2 separate regions of the Zea mays genome follow, and region 1 is linked to region 2. The links are chromatin contacts, called in public Hi-C maps. All regions are on one chromosome and are shown on one strand. The core of a region is the stretch at or near the end of the contact, and the rest is flanking DNA. Distances in the headings are between cores, read along the strand shown.

Region 1 (5,192 bases), core at 572-3,071, 240 kb before region 2:
AAGTCAACTATAAACCCCAGCTCAAACTGCCAGTAATGAAGACTCGTAAACTACTGCAGTGTTGGCTAACCATATGTTTTTAGTATGACATGAATTATTACAGGGGGCTTCGGTTTCGGGATGAAGGCCTTTTCTCATGAAAGGGTAAAGATGTAGCCCGAAGGTGATAAGAATAGACGATGAAGCTATAGCCGATGAGCTTCGGCTTGATGTGATGATGAAGACCAATTATGATGATGACCGAAAAGGGACAAAGACTACTCAGTCCTTAATGATTCGTGTTATGTTTATAGATGAATATAAAGGGTATAAATGTACTTTTACTCGGACCGTGTCTCGTGCCTATAAATAGATGAACAGTAACACCATACTATTTACGTTGAATTATAATCTCTCTTTCGCGTCTTCACCTTCGAGCAAGCCGAAAGTATCAATGTAGCATTAATATTGTCAACATTCATATATGTTTTATGAAAGGCAAATATATATGAATTAATAAAATGAAGTTATTGTCTTCATTCTTTTACATTCTCATTCATATATTAAATGGGGATAAGTCTTTCGTGACCTTAGTCTGATAAGCATTATTCCTATATGGAGATAATGCTTTGGAGGACGAATGTCCATAATAATTAATAATTGTGTTGTCTTGTTCTTGATCTTCAGCATTTAAGAACAAGTAACTAACATGCACGCTGTTGAATCTTCATCCTGGAAATCACATAATGTGGTTTGTCCTGATCCCAAAACGTATTAGTTTTTTTTTTCTTTTGGGTTGAACGCATTATGTAAGCACCGCGCAAGGAAAGAGTTATCACATATATGTGTTTGTGCGTGCAACCATGCATAGTTTGCATTGGGTAAAAGGGCAATATAAACGTATAGCCACGATTAACAGACTTTGAACCAAGACCAGATGGAACAAGGGAGTAATCTGACTCTCTTAGTAATCTGCCACTACAGTCTACACCTACTTATTCAGCGGTTTGTCTGTTTATGCCCACAAATGAGATTAGTGCAACTATAATAAATATACGATAGCTGAACTGGTAATTCAACCAACCAAGGAATGTCAAGCTTGGAACGCACTACGTTCAGCTTTAGGAACGAGGAAGGGATTTAATTGAACTCAGATGCAATTAATGCTTGAAACTCTAGGGAAAATCGAGCATGAGTAAGTTATTATCTAGTGCAGCATACTAGCAGTATTACCTCTCTTGTCCATATCGACAAACACCTTGCCCGCGTGGGTGGCGCAGGGGAAATCCTCCGCGACCCTGCTGGCCTCGTCACGGCACGCGGCTAGCAGATGCCCCGTCGTGTGGCACGTCGCCCCGCGCGCGACGGCGGCGGGGGCGATGGGCACCTGGACGGCGAGGAAGTGGAGCAGGGTGCCGTCGCGGGCGTGGAATAGGGGGGCGAGGTGGAGGAGGACCCAGTGCGGGGCGCCGTCGCGGCGGTAGTTGAGGATGGCGGCCTGGTGCGGGCGGTGCGCGCGGACGGCCTCGCGGACGCCGGCGACGGTGGCGCGGTCGGTGGCGGCGCCCTGGAAGAGGCGCGCGTTGCGGCCCAGCACGTCGCGCGGCGCGTAGCCGGTGAGCGCGGCGAGGCCCCGGGAAGCGTACACGATGGGGTGGCCCGGCAGGGCGGGGTCCGTGAGCAGGAAGCTCCCTGGGAGCTCGTCCAGCGTCTCCAGCACCCAGTCCGAGTAGCGCGCCGTCAGGGACGACGCGAAGCGGCCGTGCCCCTGGCCCTGGCCCTGCCCGTGGTCGCCGGCCCCGGAAGTCGCCATCACGCCGCCCGGCGAGGTGAGGCGGCGTGATCGGCGGGAGAGGGGAGCCAGAAGCCCAGAAAAGATCTGCGCCCGGGGGGCAGCGGGGGCTATGGCCTATGGCTGCCAAATTTTTGTCGACGACTTTTTATTTAGGCCCCGTTTGGTTTATTTATTTTTGTGACGGTTCTGTTTGTTTTGTCACGCGTTGGAGTTGGAGCTGCTCAAGCTCATCCTCTGGCGGACGTGGCGATTCGTGCTCTCGAGTACTACCCTTCTGGTTCTTTTCCATCAACAAAAAAAACAAAGCAGTCTCGACTCTCGAGTAGTAAGTAGTACGGGAGCAGCGCTCGAATCTCGAGGTGCCGTCGTGTCGAAGGACAAGTCCAACAAACAATCAGAATTGGAGATCGTCCAATCAACTCGCTGAGCACACAACGTACGGGAGGAACAACGTGCCAGGCGGGTGCCAATAGAGGACGATACGCCGATACCGCGTACTATATAACTACAGTGTTTTTATAACTATAACAGTTTAAATAAATAGCTTTAATTCGAAGCGAACAGTCGAACAAGAGTGGATCAGAAACGGAGACGATAGAGGCCGACCGACGATGACTCTAACGCCTCGCGAGAGTGGGCAATAGTGTCTCGCTCTCACCCGTATCGTAGCGTCGCCAGAGGCGAGAGGCAGACATTGCATTGGCGTGGGCAATAGTATGTGGTGAAAGCGATATGGCGGTGCATGATTGGTCCATCTAGCTGACGTAAGTGTCACACATATTAGCTGTTGCAGCTAGCCATGAAACACTTCTGTTGATTACAAGTGGGTTTATGGACTTTGATTCTTGTGCGTCATCATTATTTAGATGGAATGGAATGTGCAAGAAAAATGTATGATTTGTAGGTGTTGAGCACACTTTTGGACAGCCAGACTATGCGCAGTCCAGACGATCCACGGTGGTAGCATGGACCATCCACGCATGCATAGAATTAGTTAGGGTTCCGGATTTCTTGCGGGATTTGTTAGCTAAATCTGCAGGATTAACTCGCGAACTGACTTGTAACGGGTCCAGACCTTCCCCTTTATATAGATGAAGGACTACGGCCGATTGACCCCCCACAATTGATCAAATCAACTCTACTTGTCGTTTTTACCTTATGTATTTAGAGTACCTAGTTTAGCCTTCCACCACATCGAATCTTCACATCTCTTCGGCTCTGCGCTAGCTAGAGGCGTCTTGGGTGGCCTGCCAACGCAAGACACACTCTAGGATCTATCCTCCCCGACGGGGTCTCTCCCAGGAGGCGAGATCTAGGTCTGCTTCAAAGAAGACGACCCTCGGCGCCATCATGGACCGTTCGAGCCCCAGGCAGGGACCATTCGAACGTACACAGAGAAGGAGCCGCTCCTGCGCCGAGGTCATGGGCTGTTTGGCCCTGTGCCGCGGACCGTCCACGCCTCCATAGAGAGCACTGCCAGGTGGTTCGTTCTAGTGTTTGGCGCCCAGATCAGTGTCAACACACTTTTTGGCGACTCCGCTGGGACCAGGTGTCTAGATCTACTAAAAACCAGGCCCTCAAATGGCCGGTTCTAAAGATCACACCGATATCTCCCAGACAATATCATGAAGCCGGCTGTTGGAAGCCTAACGGACAATGAGCAAAAGCAATACAAAGACTACATGTGTCAAGCGATGGAGAAATTCTTGTCACAATACACGGTTGATCGCCACCAGAAGGTTTGTCAAACATGGAGAGATCGACGTCGCATCTCTTCTATCTTCGCTTCAAATCCCCAACGTAAGTAAACCCGACGACATTCGATCTATTAAACAATATGTAGATTAGCAGCAGAATCAAATAAAACAACATATTGGAGTGTTAGAATAATCAATTAGAAAATTATCACATTTGTTGGAGAAATATGTTGCTCCTAATTTTTCATCATATAAAACTAGTAATAAGGTATCTATGTATAATACATCGGCAACAAATGGGGATTCACAGCCGCATCCATTATATGTGAAAGTCGCCTAGAGGGGGGTGAATAGGGCGAATCTGAAATTTACAAACTTTAAGCACAACTACAAGCCGGGGTTAGCGTTAGAAATATAAACGAGTCCGAAAGGGAGGGCGAAAACAAATCACAAGCAAATAAGGCGGATGACACTTGGGAGAGGATTTGATCTCTTTGATTGTGTCTTGTATTGAATGCTATAGCTCTTGTATGGTGTTTGAAGGCTGAAAACTTTGATGCATTGAAGTGTGGGTGGTTGGGGGTATTTATAGCCCCAACCACCAAAATAGCCGTTGGTGAAGGCTTCTATCGCGTGGCGCACCGGACAGTCTGGTGCGCCACGGGACACTGTCCGGTGCGCCAGCCATATCACCCGGTCGTTGGGTTCTGACCGTTGGAGCTTCTGACAGCTGGGCCACTGGACAGTCCGGTGGTGCACCGGACAGTCACTGTTCACTGTCCGGTGCGCCTTCTGGCTCTTCTCTGACTTATGCGCGCACTGTGGTGCATTAACTGTTCGTTGCAGACGACCGTTGGCGTTGTGTAGTCGTTACTCCACTGGCACACCGGACAGTCCGGTGAATTATAGTGGAGCGGCTCCCCGAATTCCCGAAGGTGAGCAGTTTGGCGTTGAGCTCCCTGGTGCACCGGACACTGTCCGGTGGTGCACCAGACAGTCCGGTGCGCCAGACCAGGGCACACTTCGGTTGTCTTTTGTTCTTTTTATTTGAACCCTTTCTTGGTCTTTTTATTGGTTTGTTGTGAAACTTTGGCACCTGTAAAACTTATAATCTAGAGCAAACTAGTTAGTTCAATTTTTTGTGTTGGGTAATTCAACCACCAAAATCAATTTAGGAAAAGGTTGTAAGCCTATTTCCCTTTCAATCTCTCCCTTTTTTGTGATTGATGCCAACACAAACCAAAGCAAATATAAAAGTGCAGAATTGAACTAGTTTGCATAATATAAGTGCAAAGGTTGCTTGGAATAAAACCAATAATTATTGCTACTAGATATGCATGGATGGCTTTCTTCTTATTTAAAATTTTGGACCACGCTTGCACCACTTGTTTTGTTTTGCAATATTTTGGAAATTATTTTTCAAAATCTTTTGCAAATAGTCAAAGGTATATGAATAAGATTTTGAGAAGCATTTTCAAGATTTGAAATTTTCTCCCCCTGTTTCAAATGCTTTTCCTTTGACTAATCAAAACTCCCCCTTAATGAAATCCTCCTCTTAGTGTTCAAGAGGGTTTTAGATATTAATTTTGAAGAGGGTATACCAATTTGAAATTATAGCAAGAATAAGATACCAATTATAAAAAACTTTTCTTAACCTAAATTTGAAAACTACATTTTTTGAAATTGGTGGTGGTGCGGTCCTTTTGCTTTGGGCTAATACT
Region 2 (4,728 bases), core at 1,169-3,668:
TGGGAAGTGCTGCTGGGACGGGTGAGGATTCAGGTAACAATCCTCCTCAAAAAGGTCATGTGCGGACTATCCGGACATTGGCCCGGACCGTCCGTGATTATGTGTGGACCGTCCGTCGTTGTACGCGGACGGTCCGACTGGGTAGTTTAGATTCTGTGTTGTGTGTGGTGGTTCGGGTGCATGTCTAGGTAACTCATTAAAAATAGGCCCGACTGTTGTTGGTCCGGACGGTCCGCGCTCACGTGCGGACGGTCCGGGCATGTGCAGATCGGCTGATTTGCTGCCGATTTGCGGTTGCTCAGGGTACGTGTCCATCGGCATCCCATAAAGGGGTTGTGACTGGTCGTGACAACCTGTAGCCGATGTGTTACGCGCGTTACCTCCTAATTCCACCTCGTGCGAAGGAAAATTGGCGATACTAGATTTATCAAATGCATGTACTAGTCTCTTAAGGTCGCTTTGCATACCCCCTATGATGTTCTGCATTTGTTCACGCTGATCTTCTACATAATTTCTAAGAGATTGCAGATCGTTGGTATTACTTACATTGGGGATATCTGGCGTGGGTTGGAGCGAAGCCGGATCCGTCGCCCGATGCCGGACGACCTTGTTGTTCCTATCCACTTTGAAGTTGGCCAAGAACTTTGCTTTCGCCTCCTGGATCATCCGCTCCTTGTGCTCCTCGAACTGGAGCTGCTCGTCAGCCGGCAATGTGTCCCAAGTCGGCTCTATGATGTTGCTTGGGAAAATATCAGAGTTATCCCTTGAACCGGCCATTGAGGGCCGATTTGATGCGTCTATATTTGTTGTCCCCAGCGGAGTCGCCAAAAAGTATGTTGACACCTTTTTGGAGGCGTCAATTACTCAAGAGAACCAGCGGCGGTGCTCTCTGGTCAGGCGCGGATGGTCCGCGGCCCAGGGCCGGACGGTCCGCGACCTGGCGCGAGGCGGCGGTGCTCTCTGGTCAGGCGCGGACGGCCCGCGGCACAGGGCTGGACGGTCCGCGACCTGGTGCAGGAGCTCGGGTTCCCTGCCTGACGGCCGGACGGTCCGCGCCCTAGGGCCGGACGGTCCGCGCGTGCGCAGGGGCGGCGGAAGATCGCCGGCGACGCCTGGATCTCGCTCCCGGGAGGGACCCCGTCGGGGAGGAGAGATCCTAGGAGTTGTCTAGGCTCGGGCAGGCCGACCTAGACTCCTCTAATCGACGTAGAGTCGAGGAGAGGCGGAGAATTTGGGGATTGGAAGACTAAACCTAAACTAGACTAGAACTACTCCTAAGATAAAATGCGAAATAGAAGTTGTATTGATTCGATTGATAATTACAAATCGGCCGTAGACCTCTCTTTTTATAGAGGAGGGGGGCTGGACCCTTTACACGACTGGATTCCGAGCCAATTCCGCGGATCTAGCCAACAAACATAGCACAAAACTCGGAACCCTAAACTGCTCTGCGCGTGCGGACCGTCCGGCTCACAGGCGCGGACTATCCGGACCGCGGACCGTCCGGCCTCAGGGTCGGACCGTCCGCCCGCTCAAAATAGAGCTCAACAATTATCGACCTTAACATCTCACAAATTATTTGCCAACAATCAATACAAAAGTAAACTTGGGATTCAGAGCACCTCCTCCCCTCTCTCGAATGCCACGTAGACATCACCGGCGCTGGCGCCTTCTCCACCTCCTGCTCTCTCTCAGCTGTTCTTACCTCGCTGGAGAGTCACGGTAGTTCGAGCCGCTTCTAGATGGAGGAGGTCGGTATCTTCTATGGTTGTGTGAAAGAATCTGAGTTATTGTACGAAGTTGAGAGTTATTATACGACGACAAAGAGGATGAGGAAGCACTCGTGGTTAGACGAGACGTAGGAGAGAAAAATAGATTTACGTGTGCACGACACACGGAACTTGTGCTCTAAAGCTAAGATTTATACGTTTCGCACGTGCCGCACGAAAGTTCGTGCTTTAAACGAGTGCAGATTAGCAAACGAGTGCAGATTAGGATGAATTGGTGTAGAATTTAAAAGGCGAAGGAAATTCGCGAACAGGAAGGAGTTCGCTGCTGCTCGTGCCGCCGCCCACCTCCCGTGAAGTCGCCGCCGCCCAGCGGTCACCGGCACGGCAGCTGACCAAGGGCAGCATCGCGAGAGCGAGACGGGACAATCCGAGCGCTGCTCGCTGCCAGAAAGAACTATTGTGTGGAGATGAACGACGTCCAATGCGTGTGCTGGTGGCCCCACCTTCGTAGTTTCTCTATCAGGCTAGAAATCATGAACGATGGTGGCTAAAACAAATCGGCATCCATCATATTATATATTCTAGTCATCTAGAAAACCAACCACCACGAAATGAAGGTAAACCGGTCTCTCCATGTCCATGTCCATCCGTGCATGCATGTGATCTGGCATCGGGGTCTCCATAAATAGATGAGTGGCAAGGCAACTGATGAGTGGTAGCGGTAGAGCTGTTGGTACAGTGAAGTGAAGTGGACTTGTGTGTCGCAAGCTGCACTGCAACTCATGGATTTCTTCAACAAGCTCACGTCCTCCCTCGCTTCCACCACCAACAGCTACGGCGGCCTCATCACCCGCGTGCTCAGCTTCACCGGCTCCTTCAACGACCGGACCAGCCTGCTGCGCGAGCACGACGACGCGGAGCTCGGCGGGCGGTCGTCCACGCAGACGGAGGCGGCCTCTGCTCCTCCTCCTCCTCCGCCGACGACAGCACCAGAAGCGGCTGCGGCGCCTGCTGCCGCACCGCCGGGCACGACGCCGACCGCGGCCGGCCACTCGATCGACATCGAGGCGGCGGGCCACGAGGAGGATCCGGGCAGCGACCAGCAGCAGGACGCGGAGTCCAAGCGCGTGGGCAAGGCCGTGCAGACCGTCTGCCTCTTCGCCGCGTCCGCCTCGCTCGTGCTGTTCGTCAACCTCCCCAGCCAGCAGCGGCAGCCGGGCGCCGCGCTGCCCCCGCCGGCCCTGCTGTACGGCGCCGACATGGCGTTCATCGTCCTCGGCTTCTTCTCCAGCCTCGGCCTGTCCATGTTCTCCATCGTGGCGAGGCCCGGCGGCGAGAAAGCGGCGGCGGTGGCCAGCAGCGCGCAGAAGTGGGGGATGGTGGTGGCCGTGGCGTCCGTGGTCGTCGCGTTCACGCTGCGCGTGTGCATGGTGCCCGCTGCCGGTGTCTAGTTGGGCTGGATCGGTCGGCACGCGCGCGCGCGTGTGCACAACGGCTTGCGGGTCGATCGGTCGAGACTCATGTTGTGTTATTAACTCGGCGATGGAGAAGATACATGCCCGGCTCTCTGGGCTCTCCATCGACATCGCCCATCGATCCGTCCATAGATCCATTCAATTTTTCTTGTCATCAAACTAGTACTTAAGGTTAGAATAGAACATTCTAAGAATTATTTATGGAAATACGTGCATGTCGTAATATCTGCTCGCTTTCGCTTCGCTGGTGGTCAGATATATTTATGTTTCTTAATTAGAACATATTTGGTGCATAAATAAGTTTGGTGTACATGATATACATATTAAATCATCACTATTCATCTCAGATTTCACCTCTGTTTGTTCTATATATTTTGCAAAAAAAAACATCATCTGAAATGGTAGAAATGGTAGATTATAGTGATAAAAGGTGTTATTTATAAATATAATAAACAACGAAAGGCGTAAAATAAGATAGATGATAATAATTTAATATGTACAATAAACTCCACACCACACATTCTTTTTCTTTAGCTTAGAATAATTAGATTATATAGGGTGATGCGCTCGCAGTGATCAAACGGTATATATCCTTTCAGGTGACCGTGACCTCCCTTGTGTCAAGACTCTAGACTCGCATAACGCACGTGGGCAACGCCTATCTATCGCCTGCAGAGACCCTAGGGAAAAAAAATTGTACTCACGTCGTTTGCTCTCCCCGTTCGTGAAGACACAATGCAAGCATCTCTGAAATCTGTCAATGACGCGGAATGCTGACATCCATTATATTAGAGCAAGAAGACTGTCTGTGTCGTTTCTATATATTCCTACCAATTGCCACGAACTGAGTTTCATTTGGACAAAGCATACTCTACGGCTTTCCTTAACAACAAAAGTATCTCCTCTCTCAGAGTCAGAGCAGCCCAGTGTCTACGATGATCCAGGTTCCATTCCTACGTTGACTGTGCGAGCTTCCAGGAGGACTACTGCACGTCTGCACTGCACTGCACGCACCTGAGGGTCCTGTCCGGGCGCAAGGTCTGTTGATGTCTGCCCTTAATATTTGTGCAGCAAAGCTAAAACGCTCATGTATTGTTGTTTAGGGGTTGGTCATACATACGGAAGAAGACCAATCCTCCACACATCTCTAGCTCCATTGCTTTCGTTAAAACGAAACCTCCACCTGAATCTCAGAACTGATTCGGATGACGTTGATCATCCTAGACACCGCTGGCACATAATCCTCTGTCGTTAGCCTTACCTCCTTGGCCTACCACATTTTGTAAGCAGCAGCTTACTTCACGGCTAATGCATCACTTAAAGAGACTAGGGGTGTTTAAATACATTAGAGCTAATAATTAGCTGCTAAAATTAACTGAATACATCTAAATAGTCTAGCTAATAGTTCAACTATTAGGTATTTTTTTTGTAAATTAGTTATTCCCTCCGTCCACAAATGTTAGTCGTTCTCACTTTTCAAAGAGTAACCTATTTTTACCTTTGAACACATTTATATAAAAAAA

What was found. A called contact is a pair of places that touch in the nucleus more often than the background predicts.
Region 1: a Hi-C map of leaf shows a contact between it and region 2, with 5 times the contacts expected there. The contact joins the promoter of LOC100216966 here to the enhancer-like site in region 2. A contact is called at or near these places in 3 of 25 Hi-C or Micro-C datasets (all in leaf).

Annotation. Positions count from the first base shown.
Region 1 is chr3:8,136,311-8,141,502 of Zm-B73-REFERENCE-NAM-5.0, reverse strand. LOC100216966 reads right to left here and starts at 1,821. Exons shown (of 7, transcript NM_001366949.1): 1 at 1,213-1,821. The coding sequence starts at 1,792.
Region 2 is chr3:7,893,446-7,898,173 of Zm-B73-REFERENCE-NAM-5.0, reverse strand. No RefSeq gene overlaps it. Among protein-coding and RNA genes, the nearest start is that of LOC100193886, 13 kb to the right of the region's middle. Within about 2 kb of position 2,418, at least 10 of the 20 cell types and tissues checked have an H3K27ac peak or open chromatin away from gene starts, as enhancers often do. A contact at or near this core is called in leaf, where this site is marked.